Regions from separate parts of the Ovis aries genome. Here region 2 is linked to region 1. Evidence: chromatin contacts called from public Hi-C data. All regions are on one chromosome and are shown on one strand. The core of a region is the stretch at or near the end of the contact, and the rest is flanking DNA. Distances in the headings are between cores, read along the strand shown. Region 1 has its middle 69 kb from the start of LRRC8B. Region 2 overlaps LRRC8B (leucine rich repeat containing 8 VRAC subunit B).

Region 1 (4,025 bases), core at 868-3,367:
AGCACTCGATCCAAAGAAATGTCATTATTAGGAAGGAATGGAAATAGGCAGGAGAAGGGATGCCTGGGGCTTAAGGATAGAGAAAAGAGAAGGAGGTACTTTAAAGGAAAATGGATTAGAAGAGGTCAGACAGTTCTACTCAAGCTGATATTCAAACTTCTGGGCCTGCTAGACTATGAGAATAAGCAGATTTGCTGGATTTATGGCAATCTAGGAAGCAGTAATTAGTTTTTAATCAAACATTTAGTAAGATGTGAGCAGCTCGCTGGTACCTCACTGGCATTAAGCAATAGGGACAGTGCGGGGGCAGGGAATGAGGGAATGAAACTCATAGACCGCACCCACATCTGCTTAGTAGAACATCACTCCCCACACTCTTTCCAATTAGACTCTGATGAGGAAGCTCTCACCTTGAGTGATCCCACCCTTCTTTTCTAGCACTTCTGCTCTGTGGTCAGAGAAATGGGTTGAGATTGGAGTGGAGAGCAAAGAGGCAATGTATATCATACCTGGATTAGACACCTCTGGGGAAAACTCAGAAACAGACACAACTGGGGAAGGATGGGATTCTGTCTCATTCACCCTTTTGTTTTTCCCACCCCCTAGCTGGTGTGTGTCTTTGAGCATGACCCCACTCCGTAATTACGCAGTGTGAGGTGGTCACCACTGTGGGAACTGGGTGGTGGATCAGCTTCATTTAAACGCTCAAAAGAGCACATCTTTGCTTTCCAACAGGATCGGCTGTCCAGACCTCCCCTGGGCCCGTGTGGTCTTTTCAGGCTCTGTTCCAAGGCCGGTTGCAGCAGCTCCTGCCTTGCTCCCCTTTGTTGAAAATGGGACAGTTCTTGCCCTCTGGGATCTTGCCTCCTCCCTGGCCCCCAGTCTTCAGGGACCCACTTGTCTTCTGGTTTATTTCCCCCCTCCCAGAGGAAGTCTTTCATCTGGGCTGAGGACAGTCCCTCTAGTCTGCTACTCCTTCCAAGACTCTCAGCATGTAAATTCCTTTTTCCTTTCCATCTCCTCCACACTTTCTAAATCCTTCCGTGTTAGAATTTGTTAAATAAAACCTGGAAATTTTTGCTTTTGGCTCTGCTATAGACCTCTCTGAAGGCAATGAAGAGCCAGCAAAGAGACAGCTACTTATTTGAAAGAGGAAAAGGAAGGGAGAAAACATAGGGAAAGGCCGGGGGGCGGGGTGGGGGTAGGGGAAGAAATTCTTCAAGGCTTAAAATATATATTTTCAACTATATTTCAAGTATATTCAAGTATTTGTAGGTGCTCTGATTCAAAATTCTCACCATATTAATAACATAAAAAACCAAACATTTCCAGTGATTTCCCTGGCGGTCCAGGGGTTAGATTCCATGCTTCCACTGCAAGAGACTGCAAGGGTTCGATCCCTGGTGGGAGAAATAAGATCCCTTAAGCCAGGTGGTGTGGCCAAAAGAAAGAAATACAGAAATAAACCTTGAAATGGAGATATTTATAGACAGAAGGAACTTCTGGGGTCTCTCAAATGCCACTATACATGCAGCTTTCTTCAAGTGAATAAAAGACCTCCTGGAACACAATATCCTGGAATATTTGGTTTGCTGACTAATATTTCCTGCCATCTCTCCGAAAGCTGAAAGTTGATCTCTTTTTATTTTTGACTTCCTCTCTTTTTTTGTTTTACTATTGTGTGTTAGTTGCTCAGCTGTGTCCAACTCTTTGCGACTCCATGGACTGTATATAGCTCACCAGGCTCCTCTGGCCATGGAATTCTCCAGACAAGAATACTGGAGTGGGTTGCCATTCCCCTCTCCAGGGCATCTTCCCAACCCAGGGATCGAACCTGGGTCTCTCTGATTGAGGGAAGATTCTTTACTGTCTGAGCCACCAGGGAAGTCCTACTAATAGTAAAATCTGATTTTCTTACACTTTTCTTCTACCAAATTTGGCTTATTTGCCCTGAATCACTTCTGGGAAACTTTTACAAACTTTACTAAAAGTTTGTAAATTTCTTATAAACTCGATTCTTTAAGAAATTTATTTTAAATCTCCCCACCTCTCCTCCTGGCCTTCTCCCTCTGTCCTGTTTTAGTGTTCCAGCACTTTCAGAAAAACTCCTCTGCTGCCCTCTTGTGGGCATCTGCAGATATCAGGCATGCTCCCCAAAGCTACTGAAACGGGGAATCACTGGTGTGGAAATGGGTGGGATAATCGCCTAGCTCCAGCGACGAGCTCCTTGTAGGTTGCTTTCCTCTCTGGCAGGAGCCAGGACACTTACCCACAGTCACAGCTACACTCGTTTTTTGTTTTTTAATTTAATTGGATAGAGTCAGCAAGTTTTCTGTTATTGGCAGCTTATGAATAGCTTCCTCTATTTTTCTGTCTCAGTCCCAAGTTTTGGAGTCAGGGAAGAAAGCAAGGCATTTCATAGATGTGAGAAGCTTCTCCCTGTGCAGAGCGGATGCCTCTTTTGAACGAGCAGCCTGCCTTTCCCTGGACTGTTACAAACAGTGATCAGAATGGTCTTCTCAGGTGTCCAGAGTGACCTTCCTTCTGGGCACTAGGGGGTTACTGTGGGCTACCCGTGCTGCTGCTTTTCTTTACCTCCGAGGTGGGACACGTCTTTTTTAAATAAAAGTAACATGTCCATTTGCACATTAGAAGAATCAGATGGTGAAAGAAGGACAGTAGAGGTGGTCTGTAATGTCAACACACTGACAAGCTATTGGCACTTTGCATTGTCATCCCACATGTGTATATATCTCTCTGAGGAGCTGTGTCCTAGTATGGGAGTGGTTCTGTAGCCCTCTTCTCACACACCACACGCAATCATTTTGCTGTGCTGTGCTGCGTAGCTTACATCATTCTTTTCATGCTGCATAGCCTCAGTGCCTTTGCACTCAGCTTTCCCTTAAGAGAATGGGAAGATTTAGGAGGTGTCCCCCCTGCCAGCTCCTTGTTGCTTCAGCTCAAATACTGCCAACCCCATGTGGTCTTCCCTATCCCTCAACACGGGAGCTTTCTCTGTCATTTGTCATTTCCTTCATGCAGCATGCCTTGTCGGTCCTATTGATAATGAATTTGTTCATTTCTTTGCTTGTTTTAGGCTTTTCCTGAGAACCAAGGCCTTCTCTTATCTTTTATCGTCAGGGCTTAGGATAGTATGTGTTGCAAAGAATTTCCTTGGTCAATAATTGTTGACTGACAGAATTCGTTCTAAGGCTGTACCAAATGCGATCAAGTCATTTCTTTTTGCAGAGCCTGTAGGTGGTACCTTGTGTTTTAATGTTTTCAACAGCACTGCAAGAATGACTTTGTGCACTTGAACCCTACTTTTTTCCCTCCCAACATTAAATTGAAACATTTAAAACATACAGAAAAGTAGAAAGGACAATGCAACAAACACCCATATATTTGTCACCAAGATTAAAAATATGTTAATGCAACATTTTGCCACATTTACTTTCTCTCTCTCTGCATAATTTTTTGATGAATCTTATAAAAGTTACAGACCTCACAATACTTCACCCCTGAACACTTTAGCATGCATCTCCGAAGAATAAGTATCTTCTCTCAAATAAACACATGATATTAGCATGCCTAAAAATGTTAATTATAATGAATTATTCTCTAATATAACCTGATAGTCATATTCAAATCTCAACTGTATCTAAAAATGCTTTAATTATTGTTTCATTTATTCATATTTTTGAATCAGAATAAACCAAGTTTCATGCCCTATAGCAGAGCAGAAAATGGCAACTCACTCCAGTGTTCTTGCCTGGAGGGTCCCATGGACGGAGGAGCCTGGTGGACTGCTGTCCATGGGGCTGCATAAAGTCAGACATGACTGAAGCGACTTAGCCTGCATGCACGCATTGGAGAAGGAAATGGCAACCCACTCCAGTATTCTTGCCTGGAGAACTCAGGGATGGGGGAGCTTGGTGGGCTGCCGTCTATGGGGTCGCACAGAGTCAGACACGACTGAAGTGACTTAGCAGCAGCAGCAGTGGCAGTATGCCTTATAGTTATTT
Region 2 (4,086 bases), core at 241-2,740, 150 kb before region 1:
TTTCCCAAATGCATCCTATTTTATTCAGCATGTTGTATTCAATGGTCCAAATCTATTACTCCTCTTCTGGTAAACCTACAACCTGAGGAACCTGGGAAACCATTCTGTCCCTAGTATAATCCCATTTGCCTCCAGTTCCTAGGGTTGCAAGCACAACGAACCAGCTGACAGTCATATTCCTCTGGACATTGTGATTTCAAAGACGTTTATTTTGATGAATACAAAGTAAAACATCTCCCTTGAAATGATGGGTATTTAATACTCTCAAAGTTGGGATTTAGTAAAGGGTGATTTATGTAAGCTTGGAATATGTGGTTAGGACAATGCTAAACGGTCCAGTCAGAGACAGAGATACTGAAGGGTGTAGCACCTGAAATCTGGGAAGGGAAAGAGTAGAGTCAAAAGAGAAGGATGCTCTGGGAGGAAAAAAGAGAGGGGAGACCTGGCAGGTGATGGGCCTGCTTGTGAGGCCTGGGAGAAGAGACTGTCTGTTGGGGTGTTTGATAAAAATACTATGAGGACTTACTTATTTACACTGTCTCCCCAATCCCCACCTCTCTCTGCTCAGTCATCTTTAAGCTCTACCTCACTTTTTTGTGAGTATTGCTTTTGGAGAAGGAAATAATTAGCCTATTTAAGCTTCATGATTTTTACTAGTAGAAAACCAGCTCCCCCATCTTTACCAAATACCTAATAAATGAACATTCAAAGCATGTTTCAAGGTTGCTAAATTGTTTCCTGCTCAGGCACCCAACATGTTCTGTCTGATCCTGGTGCTGGGCATCGCATAGGGCTTTCTACGTGCATCTCATTGGAGATGGAGTCTCTGAGATTAAGTGAGGGCCACTGAATTCTAAAGATCTTCCCTCAGAAGGCAGGCAAGGGGAAACTGAATAAAAAGGGAAGAAACAGGAACTAGGCAAGCTTCTATTTGATTTATTCCCTTCTCAGCGGCAGAGGGAGGCAGAGAGCAAAAAAATGATGTGCCTGAAGCCCTACACAAACCAACAACAGGCCTGTGTAGAAAGGCACACAAAATGTAAGGTATTTGCTATATAAGAAGTAATCTGAAAAGGCTGTTCTATAGAAGCACTGGTATTTAGGAGGCAGGACTTAGAACTCTCATCTGGAGCATAATGAGACAACACAGGGTGAAGAGAGACATATTTCCCAAAAAAGAGACTACACATGTTGAAAGATGACTTTTTTCTGATCCTTCCTTGGCATATGGATATTTTTCTGTAAATATGGGGCTGAGTTCAAGCTCTGGCTTTGTGCCTTTGGATAAACTGCTTTTCTCTGGGTCTCAGAGATGAGAGGGACACAGAAAACAAGCTAGGAACCTGAATTTCAGAGAATCCAAACAAGGGGCAGAAACCCAACCATGAGCTGCAGCTCCAGAGCATCAGGCTGTGGCCTCAACAGCCAGGCCTCTGCCTGCACAGCCAGGCTCCCTTCACAGCATGTTTGAAAAGTGATTTGCAAAGTGGAAAGGAGTGAACACGGAGTCACCCTTGTTGCCACGATTGTGGGGGCCGGTGACTGCCTTCTGGGCTGTTAGGACAGGACTCAGCCAGAGCACCTCGCAGTGATGCCTTAGGTCAGGCACTGGTTTCATCTCCTCCACATATTCCCATTCCCAATGCATTTAGAGGTGAGAGAAAGCCTTGCTTAAAGTACATTTCCAGGGAAAAACAGTGCCATCTAGTTTCCTTCATAACCTGCTTCAGTCTATATCAAGTTCTGCCCTTCAGCAGAGAAAAGTTCTTGGTATCTGCTTCCTAATGTGCTCCTGAAACTCTGTGTATGTGACTGAGAGAGGGGAAAGTCTTCTATCCCAAAGTTCAAACTATTATGTACCTGGTTTACCAGAGAATTCCATCTCTTCTCCCTACCTAAACTTCAACATCTCCTGTCTTAGGTTTTTACTTTTTATTTCATCTGGTCCACTAGTCAATGTTAGTGCTAAACCAACAGCAGATGGAGAAACAGGAGCCAAGAAGAAGAAAGGGAGCGAGATGGGTTGGTTTGTGAACCAGTCCCAAGGGACGAACACTGCTGGACAGATGAATCAGGAGAGTGACAGATTGCATACCCTCCCAGTGTATTCTAGGATCAGTCCAGCAGTTTTCAGAGCCTTGCAGCCCTTGTAGCACAGTTTAAAAACTCATATTACTGTTATGATAGTCATACCACCATTCCTTGGTGGCTCGGTGGTAAAGAATCTGCCAGTGCAGAAGCCACAGGAGACGTGGGTTCGATCCCTGGGTCAGAAAGATCCTCTGCAGGAGGAAATGGCAACCCACTCTAGAATTCTTGCCTCGGAAATCCCATGGACAGAGGAGCTTGGCGGGCTACAGTCCATGGGGTCACAAAGAGTCAGACACAACTTAGCAACTGGAAGACAACTATGTAAATCTGAAATCTATTATTTGGTGAACAATATAACTACCCAACTGCACAGGCAACCCTGGGAAGAGGAGGGGCTCATTCCTGGAGCTTGCGCACGGATCAATGTATACAGGCAAGATTAGCCCAGTCAACTTCTTCCAACACTGAAGCTGTTTTTATTTGCTGTTTATAAAAACTAAATCTGTATATTACATAAAAGTTATTTTAAAAACAATAAAGTTCACTCAAAAGTACTAAATCTCAGGCAGAGGGGTTTAATACCAAAATCCAGATTTACATGGTAAACCTGAGGGCCAAAAGCATTCAGCTCACAACAAAATCTTACATTTTCTAATAATTCATTACCAGAAGCAAAAACCAATTATGTACATGTTTCAAAATATACGACAAAAACAAAGTAGCAAATGCTAGGATTCCCTGTGAAGCTAACTACACAAAATGTTTCTTCTCAGAATTGGCCCTTTATTTTGTTGAGTGTGAAGCATTTGAAGAGCTTGAAAAATATTTAAGCATGAATATGCAGGTTTATACACAATACATATATGTGCAAACACACCCATTCTAATTCTATGCCCCTTTGAATTTTTTAAATTGCATCATCTCTGTTAAGAGATAACATGTAACATGCAGGAGGCATTCCTAATTGTTTTTCTCAGCCGGAGTGTATTATACAAGTCAAACGCAAAATTTAAATATGAATTCAGTTCAATCGGAAGCCATCTCAACTCAGTACTTTGGGTCTTATATTCTATGCTAATACTTTAGGTTTTGATGGAACTGTTCATATTTTTAAAAAGGTGAAGAAAATGTAGTTCTTTACCAAAAGGTACTTAGTAGATAGGTCTCAGTGGATGTAGAAGTGATGGACCAGAGGCAGGAAGAAATCAGTTAAATTAGTTTCTTTTCACTGCTTCAGATTTCAGATACAGCTGAAGAAATTATTATATCCAGGGCATTTTGCAACAGTTATTAGTTTAGGCCATTTCATGTATATAATGTCTTCATAATTCAAACCAGGGTACAAAATAACTCCTCCCCAGACCAGACTTCCTCTTGTTTCTAGAAAGAAATAAACATAGATTCTGATGCAATATGCAGTTCCTGAAAACAAAGTGGATTTACAGTTATATTCTCATTCTCTCAGTTATATTGGTATGGATGAAGGATCACTGGATCGGCTCTGAACACTGCAAGGTTGGGTTGAGTAGAACAATTCAATTAGGCATAATTATAGGCTTTGGCTTCCCCCCAAATAAATACATGCTCCAGTAGTATTTCAAGTTCTCTAGCACAAATATATTCTGTTACTATATCAATTTAAGGAGGTGGGTGAGCAGAGAGGGAAAACAAAATAGCTTATGTGGATGGGACGTTACAAGAAAGTGAAGATGGAAAGAGTATTTGATTGAAAATGTAAGGAAATAAAACTAAACTCACAGAATAATTGTTTGATTATTTTAATGGTTTTGAACCCATCAATATTATGCAATATTTTAATTCAACATACAAAATTTAAATCATGAGACACCTGAAGAACGGAAACAAGTATTTCCACTATCAAACAATAATTTTATACAGATAACAGCTCCCCATAGCACATACACTGGAGCTATGCCACAACGATGAGATCTTGGCATCTCTATTTACCCTGTTTAACACAAACGTTTGCTAAGT

What was found. Hi-C and Micro-C count contacts between places; a contact is called where the count stands out from the background.
Region 2: a Hi-C map of hypothalamus shows a contact between it and region 1, with 3 times the contacts expected there. The contact joins two enhancer-like sites. A contact is called at or near these places in 4 of 16 Hi-C or Micro-C datasets (hypothalamus, liver, muscle and 1 more).

Annotation. Positions count from the first base shown.
Region 1 is chr1:66,818,748-66,822,772 of ARS-UI_Ramb_v3.0, reverse strand. No RefSeq gene overlaps it. Among named protein-coding and RNA genes, the nearest start is that of LRRC8B, 69 kb to the left of the region's middle. Within about 2 kb of position 2,117, at least 7 of the 54 cell types and tissues checked have an H3K27ac peak or open chromatin away from gene starts, as enhancers often do. A contact at or near this core is called in hypothalamus, where this site is marked.
Region 2 is chr1:66,966,990-66,971,075 of ARS-UI_Ramb_v3.0, reverse strand. LRRC8B (leucine rich repeat containing 8 VRAC subunit B) reads right to left here. Exons shown (of 7, transcript XM_060400735.1): 7 at 3,854-4,086. Among named protein-coding and RNA genes, the nearest start is that of LRRC8C, 35 kb to the left of the region's middle. Within about 2 kb of position 1,490, at least 6 of the 54 cell types and tissues checked have an H3K27ac peak or open chromatin away from gene starts, as enhancers often do. A contact at or near this core is called in hypothalamus, where this site is marked.